Regions from separate parts of the Oryctolagus cuniculus genome. Here region 1 is linked to region 2. Evidence: chromatin contacts called from public Hi-C data. All regions are on one chromosome and are shown on one strand. The core of a region is the stretch at or near the end of the contact, and the rest is flanking DNA. Distances in the headings are between cores, read along the strand shown.

Evidence for each region. Hi-C and Micro-C count contacts between places; a contact is called where the count stands out from the background.
Region 1: a Hi-C map of skin fibroblasts shows a contact between it and region 2, with 1.9 times the contacts expected there. The contact joins two enhancer-like sites. A contact is called at or near these places in 2 of 6 Hi-C or Micro-C datasets (skin fibroblasts and an unstated tissue).

Annotation. Positions count from the first base shown.
Region 1 is chr6:106,780,673-106,783,659 of mOryCun1.1, reverse strand. No RefSeq gene overlaps it. Among named protein-coding and RNA genes, the nearest start is that of FABP5, 35 kb to the left of the region's middle. Within about 2 kb of position 1,304, at least 1 of the 8 cell types and tissues checked has an H3K27ac peak or open chromatin away from gene starts, as enhancers often do.
Region 2 is chr6:106,196,100-106,199,350 of mOryCun1.1, reverse strand. It overlaps ZNF704 (zinc finger protein 704), which reads left to right. Exons shown (of 9, transcript XM_002710562.5): 4 at 1,719-1,954. Among named protein-coding and RNA genes, the nearest start is that of ZNF704, 190 kb to the left of the region's middle. Within about 2 kb of position 1,855, at least 5 of the 8 cell types and tissues checked have an H3K27ac peak or open chromatin away from gene starts, as enhancers often do.

The sequences.
Region 1 (2,987 bases), core at 55-2,554, 580 kb before region 2:
TCTGCCTCTCTGTAATTCTGCCTTTCAAATAAAATATTTTTAAAAAATGGAACAAACAAGCAACAACAAAAAAAAAAGGTTGTATGGATGGTTAAGATGTGAAGATCCAGAATAATGTATGACCCTGATGATTCTCAATTAAAAAAATTCTCCTCCATCTAAAGAATTCACTTTCACTATCATTGTAAGTTACTTTTCAAAAAAAAATCAGCGCCAGTCATCTTGCCCTGCTCTGTAATTTTAATTGCCTGCTCGGGATCCTGTTCCCCAGGTAGAAGTGTCTCCTGCTCCCACCACACTGAATCATGCCCAGCTTTTCTCCACAGCACCCACACTTGCCCTCCTCAACTTCCCCAGTGATCTTCATCCTATGTGAATCCAGCACCCTCTCCCCTCAAAACTCTTCTTGTTCAGCTGAAATGCAAACTTCTGCCGCAAAGCCACCCAGGTCTTTGCTCGTGCACCACAGTTGGACTCACCCTCCCCACGGTTAGGATGCCCAGGACCTCGGAGGCAGGGTGTGTCTTGTCAGTGTCATGCCCATTTTTACTGGCCTTGCTGGCCCTTCTTTTTTTAAAAAAGATTTATTTATTTATTTAAAAGTCAAAATTACACAGAGAGAGAAGAGGTAGAGAGACAGAAAGAGGTCTTCCATCCCATGGTTCACTCCCCAGTTGGCTACAACTGCCGGTGCTGTGCCAATCCAAAGCCAGGAGCCAGGAGCTTCCTCTGAGTCTCCCACATGGGTACAGGGGCCCAAGGACTTGAGCCATCTTCTACTGCTTTCCCAGGCCATAGCAGAAAGCTGGATCGGAAGTGGAGCAGCCGGGGTTTGAACCAGCACCTATATGGGATGCCGGCACTTCAGGCCAGGGTGTGCCACAGCACCAACCCTTTATTGGCCCTTCTTGATTAGGAGCATTGTGAGAGAAGAGAGTCCTATCCATCTTTGTGTGTCTCAGAGTCTAGCCAGAGACGGCACAATAAGCAATTTTCCTTGAACGTCATTTCTGTATACCAAGAGCAATCTTATAGTTAAACATTATGCCACATTTTTAGCAGGAATGTCACTATCAAGGACCAATCAGGGTGGCTAACTTTCCTCAAGGATATTTTGATAGACAGTCACTAAAGGCCTGGTGTCACACATGGGGAAATTTTTAGTTTATTTGGTGAATCCACCTATTTTTCCAGAGTTGCAGTGATTTCCTGTTTGTCCATGTCTTGGCAGCTGTCACTGCCATAACCACTCAGCCACCGTCCTCCCTGCTTCTGGTCCTCAGCACTGTGCCCTATACTCAGGCGATGGCTTCTCTGGCTCTCTGATTGCTCTCTCTCCCTCCACTGAAAACCAGCTCTTTGCAGACTCCCTGAAATATTATTCTGGGGTCAGTAGATGATAGTGGTGGACAGCTTGGGCTGTGCAGTCAACAGTGCTCAGGTGTGTAGGTCTGGTTCAACTTCTTCAAATCTCACCTTCCTCTTCCACCTTATTGAAGAAAACAGCTCTAGTCTCATAGTGTGGTCATGAAAACTTCCCATGTAAAATGCATAGGAAACACATCAGCCTGTATGACTGAATGTTGTCATTTTGGTGTCATTCCCTTGCTAAAAACAAAAATTAAAATTAAAAACTTTCAACAAATCCTGAGAGGTTTTCATATAAAATATATACTTTTTGGTCTAGAATACAGAAACATCTGGTCATCATCCAGTCTCATTCTTTCCAGCATGACTTCCTGTTCTTGTCTTCCAAGAAAGCCATTCCTTCCGCCACAAGGGTTTCTCAATTTCCCCATGGCTGCTGACCCTCTTCGTGCCCGTGAATATATTACTCACTAGTAGTTGAATTCTCCTGAAATCCATCCATCAAATTCCTACCGTCGTCTAAGACTCAAACATAAACTCCTCTGTGCAGCCTTCTTAGTCACCTCAAACAGAACTAATTCCCTCATTGTGTCCCCAAAACCATAACATCTTTATTTCTATTGAAGTAAGTTTTGTTTTGCATGGCATCAGCAGTGTTTATTTGTTCTTTCCTCATTAAGCTATGAAATCATTTTAACAATGTGTTGTGTTAATCTCTGGGTTAACTAATACCTGCTAGAAGTGCCTGGCATAGAGTAGCTGTGCATGAATATCTGTAAAACAATGGAATAAATGGATAAGTGACTAAATGTGTGAACCAAAGAATCAGTCTTTGTGGAAGAAAGATACAATGGTAAAATACATTGAATCTGAGTATTTCACTTTTCTAAAAAATGTGAGCAGCTGAGAGAGGGAGAGAGCAAGGTATGGGCCAGGGGGTTGGGGGGCCTCTGCCTTAGCAGGAAGTAGGAAGCAGGAATAGGAGTCAAGTTCAAGTGTCAAACTCAGGCTCACCAACATGGGACTAGGATGCAGACATCTCAACTGCAAGGCTGAACACCCATCCCACATATTTCACTTTTAAAATGAAATGACAACACACACACACACACAGAAATCAAATTAACAATTTAATATCGAAGAATAGTTTGGGAAACAGCACGCCTTCTCTGCCTACTCAGCTTAATCTTCCAAAGCCTTTCTTCACGTCTACAATAACTTCTGAGTAGTCAGGGTTCCTCCTGGTGAGCTGGAGCCATCGTATGTCAAAAATGTTTTCTGTGTAACTTCCATTTGGCAGGAGACTGTGCTTATTACAATATTCAATTTCCAGGTCATCATCAGTGCTTGCTATAAGAAAGGCAGCAGGAATTATACTGCTGGGACTCATGAAAGCAAATTAATTCTCCAGAAAGGAAAACTTTTATGCCCTAAGATTTATTCTGTGTTGTTATACGGAACAGCCGAATGCCTAAAACATAATCATGTTAAGTGTACATTGACTCAGTGGGATTCTGCTTTTTAGAATTATGTTCTAAAAGTACACATCGTATAATGGGAAAACAGTAACAATATATTAAATTTTAAAATGAAAATATATGAGTGCAAATAGACAATCA
Region 2 (3,251 bases), core at 606-3,105:
CCATAAGTGCACTGATTCGAGCCCTGGCTGCTCCACTTCTGATCCAGCTCACTGCTAATGACCTGGGAAAAGCAGCAGATGGCCTAAGTGTTTGGCCCCTGCACATGGGAGACTTGGATGAATTTCCTGGCTCCTGGCTTTAGCCTGACCCAACCCAGGCTACTGCAGCCATATGGCGGGTGAACCAGCACATGGAAGATCTCTCTCTGTCTCTCTTTCTATATAACTCTAACTTTCAAATAAATAAATAAACCTGGAAAAAAAAAAAAAGAGGAGGAAAGAACTTTCTTCACGAGACCTGGCACTGGCATAGCAATCAAGATGCCGCTTGTGATGGCCAGATCCCACACCAGTGTGCTTAGGTTCAAATCCCGGCTCCACTTCCAATTCCAGGTGCTAATGGACACCCTATGAGACCGCAAGTGATGGTGGGAGTACGTGGGTCCCTGCTACCCACTTAGGAAACCCAGACTGTGTTATCTGCCTGGTTCTTCCCAGTTGCTATGAGATTTCTCTCGCTCTCTCGCTCTGCCTTTCAAATAAATAAATAACCATTTTTTAAAAAATAGAAAAGACATTTCTCCATGAATTCTAGCCTACCATTTGTCTTTACTTCATTACTGAGTACAGTATTTTTTTAATAGGGCATTTGGGGGCTTTTTTTCTTCCTTGTAGTTTTTATACATTCATTTAATGCATTCAATACATTTAATACAATAAAAATGTACACGATTATGGAGGAAAAATTATCCAATGAGAAAGTAGAATTTATGCAAATGCTAATTAAGATTCTGCATCTTGAAAGGTAAAGCAAATTTCCAGTGATTCCTAAAGTCCCCCAAAGACATTCTAACTGGGCAGAAGTCCCTCCCCCATTAGCAAACAATGCACAGTGTTTTCCACCCCAACAGGAAAGGTGAAATGCAACCCCAGTCAGTACTTAATGTGGGAAATGCATACCCCATCCCCTGTGGCCATGAGGATATAGGATGCTCACCTCCAAGGGCCCAGGGGCACTACGGGAAAAGGACCTGTAACAGACCTGGGTTAATTACTAGGCGCTGCCTCAGTGTCCACATCTGTAAAATGGGAATACTCACCTTTACTCTGAGAGGCAGAGCCTGTCAAAATGCTAGAGAGTGTACGAATGAGCTTTGTAAGGTGTAAAACCCTCATTAAAGGTACAGTATTGTTGTGGGTATTTGTTCTGATCAGCAGCATGGCCAATGGCCTCTGATAGCCATCTGGAAATTATTTCTCTTACATTTTTAAATCTTAAGGGAACTTCCTATAAATGTATCCCAAGAATCACTCACAGTCCTATGTGAAACCCTTAAAAAAAAAAAAAAGTTGAAATTGGCATGAGAGTGACTATATGAACAATTTGGAACAACACTGCAAATAATACCCCTGACTTAGAAAAGCTGCAGTCCATAAATTCAGAGCTCCTCAAACTGAGTGAGCGAGACCGTCTATGTGTTTTGATTTTTGGTTTTTTGTTTTTCATTATCATGCCAAGGAACAAGTGATCTCAGTGCAGCCCCCATCAGAAGATGTACCCTCTGGCTAGGATATCTAAACGTTCATCCGCTGCAGGGTGCCTTGGGAGGCCATGTAGAACTAGAATACCACTTGCATTCCCAGAGGCTGAGTGGGATGCGGAGGCTGCAGGTGCCCCTGCCCCCCGCCCGCTGACGCTGTGTCTGTGTCCCGCGCAGAGGGCCTGAGCGGATCCTGGAAAGAGGGCGGCGGCGTGCCCTCCAGCAGCAGCAGCAGCGGCTACTGGAGCTGGAGCGCCCCCAGCGACCAGTCCAACCCGTCCACGCCATCGCCGCCGCTCTCGGCTGACAGCTTCAAGCCCTTCCGCAGCCCCGCGCCGCCTCCGGACGACGGCATCGACGAGGCGGAGGCCGGCAACCTGCTCTTCGACGAGCCCATCCCCAGGAAGAGAAAGGTTGGTGTCGGGGCGCCGCGTCTTCTGTTTCAGCCGCGCCCGCGCTCGCATGGCCGAGCCCCGGACCCCGGGCTCCTCCTGGGGGGCGACTGCCCACCCACGCCCCCTTGTGATGGACGCGAGCGCTGAGTGCTGCCCCAGTTTGGGAACGCAGGGTCGTGAATGAGGACAAATACAAGTGACTAAAACATGAACAGGTTCCCTCAAAGTTGACATGCCCCATCCTCTGGCTACACGCGGCTAATCTAGGACTTAGCAGAATGTGAAAGGTAAAAAAAAATAGCACTTCCGGCTTGGCTGGGTAATTAACTCACTCTCTCTGTGGGACTTATTTTTTTTTCATATGCGAAATGTAGTTAATGTCTTTTCTCTTTTCCTGTTTCAACCAGCCCTGGAGGCTGGGGAGGAAACATAGGCTTCAGTTAAGTTAATGGAAGGGAATGTGAAACATACGTGAAACTGACATGTAAACAGAAGTGCATACACAGCGCAGAGCACATACTTACTAAATACAAGTGGGAAGGGAGATCTGATTAACTGACTTAATAAAGTAACAGGTTGTGCCTTTGTTTAATTCTCGCTGCTGTCTTGTAGGGGAAGTGTTCTGTTCCCATCTTGTCAGGAGGAAGCTGAGCGGGCACTTACCTCGTGCCTACCATGGAAGGAGGCAGGACCTGAGCCGCCTTCCAACCCAGAGCCTCCTGGACCTAAGGCTCCTATTCCCTATCTTCTCTCCCGCTGCTTTGCAATTATTGTGGTCACTGCAGTTTTCAAAAGCATTTCTGATTTCCCTGCATCTCGGAAACATTTTGACATTATTTTTAACAGCACCATGTAAATATGAGGCTGTTATTGGGATGGTTTTTGGGTGTTGTATCGAAAGCTTCGTTATGAATGACTAATTCACAAGCAGAATTCCAAGGCAGAGCCCTGAGGACCACAACGCAATCTTTTTTTCTTCCCCCAATTTGTTCAAAGAGAACAAAGCGAGGGTTTCGATCCAACACCTTCCCTCCCTGCGTCTCTCAGTGCCGCACCGCCTGGGTTGCAGGGGTACAGGTGTTCCCCGAGTGGGTCCACGTAAGGAAGGGCTGACTTTTTTGCCCAAAGAAGAGGACACGGATGTAGCCCCCTCTCCTTCCCACTGGCAGTGGCCTTGAGGAGTTGCTGTTTCACTCCAGTCCCTCCTGCAGGGGACCGGAGTTGTCCTGGCACCCTGTGTGTCCCCAGGGATACTAGATTTTCACTTGGCCAGTCAGGGACAGAAGCTGCCACTCACATCAGTGGGTAGCTGCAG